Regions from separate parts of the Sus scrofa genome. Here regions 2 and 3 are each linked to region 1. Evidence: chromatin contacts called from public Hi-C data. All regions are on one chromosome and are shown on one strand. Each heading gives the region's core, a stretch centred on a gene start, on an enhancer-like site or on the middle of the called end of the contact. The rest is flanking DNA. Distances are from core to core; before and after follow the strand shown.

Region 1 (2,629 bases), core at 93-2,592:
TCTCATCCCATTTCAAATCCTAAACACAATGCTTGATTTTTTCTTTCTTTTTTTTTTTTTGTCCTTTTTAGGGCCCCACCCGTGACATATGCAAGTTCCCAGGCTAGGGGTCGAATTGGAGATGCAGCTGCCAGCCTGCACCACAGCCACATCAACTCGGGATCCAAGCCATGTCTGCGACAGACACCTCAGCTCATGGCAACGCCAGGTCCGCAACCAACTGAGCAAGGTCAGGGAACAAACCAGCGTCCTCATGGATACTAGTCGGATTTGTTTCCGATGAGCCATGACAGAAACTCCTATTTTTTTCTCCATTTTTGATGAGGGAATGGAGGCTCAAAAAGGTTAAGACTGTTGCACAGTCACACTATGTGCAGTGGTCCCAAGAATCAAACCCGCGTCTCTCTTTGAATTCCTTCAAAATTCTTCCCCTAGCCTGCTTTTTAAGATCTCAGTAGGCTCTCACTCTTCAGTTTCTCTTTCGCAGTATTTACTACTGTGCTGATGTGGTTACTGTGGGTCTCCCCTATTAAACACACTTTCCCTAGTGATCTCATCTACCTCTTTCACAACTGATTCCCCAGCATGGAGCACCGCGCCTTCAAGTGATTGACACGTACTTTTGTTGAATTAATGGAAGAATCGCTCCTCAAAAGAAGGAAAAGTTTGTCCAAAGAGAGCAGCTGGTGAAGCTAAGATTTAAGCCCTAACTACCCAACTTCAATCACTCCCGGTTCCTTGGGGTGACCGCCTCCTCCCGACCACTTCTAGTTACTGTCACTCAAACCTCTGGCCCCACCCACCCCTCACCGGCAGCCCTGCTAAAACCCCTCTGGATTCCACCCAGACAAGGTATCAGAAGCCATCCGCCCAATGTTCCCCGCCTTTAAAGTGCCCCGCCCCTCTGGGTCTCGCTCCTGTCACTCATTCCTAAAGCCCCGCCCCTTACTCTGAAGACGCTTCCTCGTTTCGCCTCCCTGGGCCCTGCCCCTGTCACTCAACCTTCAGGTCCCCAACCCATAACCACCCCCACCCACACGCCCCGCCTCTTCCGGGACAGCGATGTCCCCTTCCTGTTCAAGTCGCGCCCTTGCTTACCCGGGTCCGGCGCGGCACCAGCTCCAGAAGCGCATAGCCGCTGGTTCGGACACCCCTGACATGAAGCCCCTCGACCCGCCTGGGCACTGCCGGTCCCGGGACAGTCTGCACGGAGAAAAGATCACCATTCAAGTGGCTCCTGTCTTGTCAGTCCCGCCACTCCCCCAACCCCCGCTTCCGCGCGCTCACCGTGCGGTACCTCCTCCATTCTGCTGCTTTGGACGCCTCTGCGGTCACCGGAAACTGCCGTTGCGTATTTCCGCCTCGAGGCGCCCAATCTGATCCTCCAGCTGCGCGAAATAAATCTCAGCGAGAGGGCGTGTGTACCGCAAATCCTGTGGTCGGGAGCTTGAGGCGTTTCTGTTCCTTTTAAAATTGAGCTGCAGAGATCTATCCCAAGCACTTTAGTAGGTATCTCCTAGGAACAAAGGCGTTATCCTACATGACATCGGTGCCATTTTCATACCCGAGAGATTTGACATTGCTGCAAAATTGTTGGCACACTATTCATTTACTCGGCTGTTCCAAATAGGGCTCCACCCCCAAGTCGCACTTTATCTTTTGTTCGCTCCAATTTCTTTTGAAGAGCCCGCCGCCTCCGCCTCCTCCCACTCCCACTCCCCCGTTAGATTCAGGTTAAAGTTTTTAGCAGAATGTTCTTACCTTTGTATCACAGCAGAAGCACATAATGCCAATCAGTGGACGTCGTTATTGGTGATGTGAGGGCTTGATCACTTGATCAAGATGGTGTGTGTCCTCTTTCTCCAGGGAATGGTACCGTTTTCCATTTGTAATTAATAGAGACTCTCTGGGGGTGATCCATTAAGATCATGTGAATATCCTGTTCTCAATCAACCTTTCACTCAATGGTTTTAGCATCATTCTTACCTGGATGGGTTACATAGGTGTTTGCAAAATTGTGCTTTTTCTCAGTTCTGTCATTATCTATTATCTGAGTTAATTAACTGCCATTCCTCAGTAAATAAGAGATTCCTCCCCGCCCTTTTTGAGACTCACGGACCTTTAAAATATTCTATATTTAATACATTATTCTCTCTGGTCAATTTCTTACTCCCCTCCGTCAGTTTAGCCCGTGAAGCCTAGTCAAGCCAGGTCCTGTGTTACGGACACTAATCCAACATCTTTGTGCTTGTTCTTTCCAACACAGTAAGACTGTGCAGGTTCCCCTTCTATTTGCTCCAGCTATTGCTCCAAGGACCCCCTCGTTGCTTTTCCTGGAGAATGGTGTTTATTTTTTGTCTTGTTAGGGCTGCACACCCAGCACATGGAGGTTCCCGGGCTGCAGGTCGAATTGGAGCTGAAGCTGAGGGCACCAGAGCCATAGCAATGCCAGATCTGAGCCGTGTCTGTGACCTACACCACAGCTCACGGCAACACCGGATCCAAGAATGGTGTTTAGAAATCAAAATGTGGATACTCAGTGTGCTCATTACTACTGGCGTGTCACTGCTTACAGGTTTGGGACAAATTTTAAAGAGTGAACAAACGTCCTCCTGCCTCAGGCATTAAG
Region 2 (2,629 bases), core at 73-2,572, 540 kb before region 1:
AAAAAGAAAAAAAATGAAATACTAAATTCTGTACTATTTTTTTTTCTAACTTCCAGATAATTGTTTCTGTTTCCTAGGAGCCAGGTCCAGGTCCAGCTCTGGGAATCCTGCAGTTTTGTTGTTAGGAAGTCCCTCTTTCCAAAAACTAGAAACAACCAAATGCCCACTGATTGAATCACGAAAGAACAAATTATTGTCTTTCCATGAAATGGAGTATAATTCTGTCATCAAAAGATATGAAGCACTGACACGTGCTACAAAACAGATGGACCATGAAAATATTAGGTTGAGTGAAAGAAGTGTGAAAACAAACAGAAACCTCATTTAAAAAATGGTGTCAGGAGACCAGAAGAGGGAGTTCTTACATCCTGCTACTCAATGTCAATTCCTGACCCAATAGGAAGAGATGTACCCTGTATCTCCATGCTAAACTTTACTACCTCTGAAAGAGGAAGATTTTCTCCTCACCTAGCAACAGCTCAGCTAATGAGAGACTGTCACAATTCAACCAATGAAAAGCCACTACACTTCAAACTCCCAGTTTCCTCCAATGAACTCTCTGTTTGTAACAACTCCTCTCAGCTCCCCTTTCTCATCTACAAAAGAATGTGCCTTTCTTGTGTTCTCTACACTTGACCATGGTTGGCCATATGTTGCATGTCCTGAATTCTAACTCTTTGCTGTTCCTGAATAAAGCTATTTTACTGGTAAAATAATTGGCTGGGGTTTTTTAAATTTGATTTAGGTTAACAGAAGCCAGACACAAAATTCCATGATACCATACATATGAAACGTCCAGAGTAGATAAAACCATAGAGACCGAAAGTAGATTCGTGGTTGTCAGGACATCAGGGGGATGGGAGGATTGGGGCGGTGGCGGGGGGATACTCATGGGTAGGGAGTTTCTTTTTAGGACTGAGGAAAAGGTTCTGGAATTAGTATGATGGTTGCTCATGCTTGTGAATACACACACACACACACACACACACACACACACACAATCCCACTGAATGGCACAATTTGATGAGTTTTATGTTATGGAAATTATATCTCAGTTCTTTAAGAAAGACTAGTAGGTGAAGGAAAGCACCGCAAATGATATTTTGATTTCATCATAGAAACAAAGGCTTTTTTTCCAAAAGAAAGAAAAGGAAATTTCTTTCGGTTTCTGCAGACTTCTTCTCCTGTGCACTCACCAAGAAAATCTTTTGTCTGCTCCTACCCAACCAGATAAAAGGCCTTTGTCTGACTTTTAAGCCTGGCAGGTAAATGAGAACAGGGCCCCAACTACAGAGAGAGAAGAATCCCTCAGCCCCCATTGGATGTGAGCCTCCCACACACCATGACTCACTTTACCCAGTAACAGCCTTCCCTTCCTGTTTACCAGAGAGAGAATAAAATGGCGCTGCTTTTCTTTTTTTGCCAATAATTTATATAAGCCAACTTTTGCAAACAATAGTTGCCTTAGCAACCTCTGGCCCATTCTCTTGGGCTAAAAAATTACTCTCCAGTCGGACTGTCCTTTTCCAGCCAATTTAAGTTTATTTTGAAATCTCACTGAAGACGGGAAAAGTTTAGGTGTTCACAAAGGTTGGCCATGGGCAAGTCATCAGCAGGAATGCCCCGGGCCGAGGACCAAAGACCCAGGAAACAAGTCCTTTACCATGCTTTAGTTTAGCCTTCCCTGGCCATGACAATACTGGATTTGCTTTTGAAGTTCAACCATTTGGTCCATGTTCCCCCATGGCAGTAACGAAAGATGTGTGATCCCAAATCACAGGTAGGATGAATTGGGGCGGGGGGAGCTTTGGGAAAATATTGACTTGGGGAGTGAAGGCTGTAACGCATCGTTGTCTGGTTTTACTTTGAACCCTGTGACAGAGGAGCAGTCCAGGCGGCCATGCTCAGGGACTTCGTGTTCTAGAGCAAAGATGCTGCCTGGAAACCCGCCCCTTCTTTGTCACTGCCATGTCACACTCGGCCCTCTCTCGGCTCTGCTCAGCGCGGGGGCTTCTCCCCAGCCAACAGTCTAGAAAAGAGGTAAGTCAGCTCATCCAGAGGGGAGCAGACCAAAGTCATGCACGTGCTACGGACCAGCTGGCTGCTTTGTGCGCTCACCCCGGCCCAGGGCCAGCTTCATGGGTGAGCCAAGTATCCGCCAAGGCCCTGCCCTCCGAAGCACTCCCCCACTTTCCTGGTGCTGTCACCATCTTGAACCTTAACTTTTGACTGAGGGGCCCTGCATTTCCATTTTATACTGGGCCCCCCAAATTACGTAGCTTCAGAGCCATTTGACGAAGGTTCTCAGGTGACTCAAACAGGTCAGAGTTTCCATAAAACAAGGAGCTGACCAGCCATGGAGCCCCTTCCAGGAAGACCCATCCCTCGAACTAGAATCACTGCCACTTCCTCATGGAGCCTTAAACAGCTCAGTAACCTGCCCGAGGCTACCCTCAGGTTGGCAGCCCGACTGGGCAAGAAAGGGTCTCACAACTGTGGCATCAAGAGTAAGGAGAGGGGCCGGGGCCAAACGACTGGGGCCTGTGTTATAAGCGTTTGGGGCTAAAAACTCCCGGAAGGCACAGGACCCACTCTGTCCTTACAGTGTTACTCTAAGTGGCCTGTCCTG
Region 3 (2,629 bases), core at 37-2,536, 520 kb before region 1:
GGAAGCTCAACCTCCTGCTGAGAATAGGGGTCAGAAAGACAGTCCCCACCCTGCCGTAGTCTGGCTCAGTATTTCTCAAAGTGTGACCCCCCAGGCCAGTGGCGCCCATAGGCCCTGGGAGCTGGTTAGAAATGCAAATTCTCAGCCCCACCCAGATCTACAGTCTCTGAAACTCTGAGGCTGGCGCCCAGTCATCAAAGGTTTTAACAAGCCCTCAGGGTAAGTTTGCGCACCACTGGTTTAAAAGGAAACGGCAGGGGAGTTCCCGTCGTGGCTCAGCGGAAACAAATCCAACTAGGAATCTTGAGGTTTAGGAACCATGAGGTTGAGGTTCAATCCCCCCGACCTTGCTAACTGGATTAAGGTGCCGGTGTTGCCGTGAGCTACGCAGCTCGGATCCGGCGTGGCTGTGGCTGTGGCCAGCAGCTGTAGCTCCCAATAGACCCCTAGCCTGGGAACTTCCATATGCCTCAGGGGCAGCCCTAAAAAGGATGGATAAATAAATAAACAAATAAAGGAAACAGTGAACTAAGGCTCAAGACAGCTCCATGAAGGAGGGGTACAACAGGACTCCTCATTCCTGGGGTTCAGGAGAGCTTCCTTAATCAAGGTACACTCTGAGTCCAGACCTTAAGGATGAACACAAGTTCCCCACTGTGATTATTCCAAAATGTGACAGGGGTGGGAGGAGGAGGAATCACCCCTAGGGAGGGGAGTGTTGTTACAAACACAGATGCAGGGCTCGTGGCGTCCAAGAAAGACCTGTAATTTACTTTGAACGGGGCAGCAGGTGATGCTTATCATCAGAACAGCTTGGGTGGCGCTTAGCTGGAGAAGAGCAGGAAGGAAGGGTATTCAGGCGGGGGACCAGCGAGGTAAAGACCAGGCCCCGCCCTTGGGCGGTACAAACCGAGAGGGTCATCCGCGGGTTCGAACCCGGCCATTACCTGGCACGAGGCAAGGCCGCCCACGCGGCACCCGTTCCAGGCCGCGCACCGAGAAGGCCCCGCTCGGGTCCCGCAGCCGCGCCTCACCGCCGCCCGCCGTCTCCACCGTGCCCTGCATCCACACGGCCGCCAGCTCCAGCGGTTCGCGCCCCGCCGCCGCCCGCGACAGCCGCCACGCTCCCGGGCCGCCCTCCGCGTCGCGCCGCAGCTGCTCCGCCAGCACCTTGAGCGGCGGCGACCGCGGCAGCCTCACGGCCCCAGGGCCGCCGCCGGAAGACGAGTCCGTGGACGCCGCTGCCGCCATTCTGCCCCGCCGCTTTCCCGCCAACTTTGATAGCGCCTGATCCGCGGCCACCAATCAGGGGCGCGCAGCCGGGGCCGACCAATGAGCGGCGCCGAGGGGCGGGGCCACCAGACCGCGCGGCCCCCAGAGTGCGCATGCGTATGTAAAGTAAATAAACGCCCCCAAGCCGGGAACGAATGGATGAAATGAATTAGAAGAGAAAAAAAATGAATGAAGGAGAAGTAAAGAACTCCTTGTTTCCACGCACCTCAAAATTAGGCATGCACGCAAGTCACCTGGAGAATGTGAGTATTCATCTTTACATCGCCTAGCATAGAGCGGTTCTCTGGGGCCAAAAAATACTAGAAAATACTGAAATGAATAGTTGCCATGATGAGGCATGTTTATTGAGAGGAATCGAGAATTGAGTTGAGAGATAAGGCTGTATGAGTTTTTAAATATATATGTTTATTTATATTTTTATACACAAATATTGTTTTGTATAGTGCTTTTACTTAATAATAAACATCTTCCCATATCAGCAACTATCTCTCTGCTTCCTCTTGACTGACTGCATAAGATTCTGTTTGTCTCATCATCTGCTTGTCTGCATGAGGTTCTATTTGTCCCTAGAATATCTAACCAATCAGTATTCTATAGGTGGACATTAGGCTATTTCCAATTTTTCACTTTATAAATCACTAATAGGATTTAGTGATTTTTACAGCTAAATCTTTCTGCACATGTTTCAAAATTACTTCCTAAAAAATTGCATGGTCCCAATCAGCAAAATCCACAACCTAAACCAAGCAATCTTTTAAATCAAGACCAGTTGTCAGGAGACTGTCCTCCCTAGGCCTCTAGCAATACCAGATTTACAGAGAGTATTCAGTAAGAGCTCAGTTTTTAAAACAGCCAAGACATAATTAAGCTCGGCTCTGTCCTAAGAGCTTTGTCATGAGAAACCCATGTACCCCCCTCAACACACCCTATAAGGACTGTTCTACAAAGGTGGGGAAACAGGCTCACAGAAGCTGGTGGCTTGCCAGTCCCTCTGGCAGTAGCCTCTGTGGGGTCCTGGCCTCTATATCTCAGCCCTAAGTTTAAGGTAACCAGGCTCCTAACTTGAAAAGAAGCAAGGGTTTTAACCAAGAGAGAATCCCACCCCTTCAAGCCTGGTGGGTCATCACTGGCCTTCTCTAAGGCCTCTGAAGGTCAGGAAAGCGATGGGGAAGGGAGCTGGAGTAAAGGCCTGGGAATTTCCCACCATTCTCTTGGCCTTCAGATCCTCCAACTCCATGATGTGTTGCTGGCAGAGTGAACTTTCCAAAACACACGTCTGAACACATCAGTGCCCAGCTTATAACCTGAAGGTGTAATCCCAGCATCTGGAATGTGA

The links. A called contact is a pair of places that touch in the nucleus more often than the background predicts.
Region 2: a contact with region 1 is called in a Hi-C map of subcutaneous adipose tissue, with 2.0 times the contacts expected there. The contact joins the enhancer-like site here to the promoter of NUBP1 in region 1. A contact is called at or near these places in 4 of 47 Hi-C or Micro-C datasets (embryonic fibroblasts, heart right ventricle, retroperitoneal adipose tissue and 1 more).
Region 3: a contact with region 1 is called in a Hi-C map of retroperitoneal adipose tissue, with 2.3 times the contacts expected there. The contact joins the promoter of RMI2 here to the promoter of NUBP1 in region 1. A contact is called at or near these places in 3 of 47 Hi-C or Micro-C datasets (embryonic fibroblasts, heart right ventricle and retroperitoneal adipose tissue) and 1 of 2 datasets of contacts at active chromatin or transcription factors (alveolar macrophages).

Annotation. Positions count from the first base shown.
Region 1 is chr3:32,330,460-32,333,088 of Sscrofa11.1, forward strand. NUBP1 (nucleotide binding protein 1) reads right to left here and starts at 1,343. Exons shown (of 11, transcript NM_001243382.1): 1 at 1,288-1,343; 2 at 1,099-1,203. The coding sequence starts at 1,306.
Region 2 is chr3:31,795,284-31,797,912 of Sscrofa11.1, forward strand. No RefSeq gene overlaps it. Among named protein-coding and RNA genes, the nearest start is that of RMI2, 18 kb to the right of the region's middle. Within about 2 kb of position 1,323, at least 9 of the 83 cell types and tissues checked have an H3K27ac peak or open chromatin away from gene starts, as enhancers often do. A contact at or near this core is called in subcutaneous adipose tissue, where this site is marked.
Region 3 is chr3:31,813,583-31,816,211 of Sscrofa11.1, forward strand. It overlaps RMI2 (recQ-mediated genome instability protein 2), which reads right to left and starts at 1,287. Exons shown (of 2, transcript XM_003124595.4): 1 at 948-1,287. The coding sequence starts at 1,251.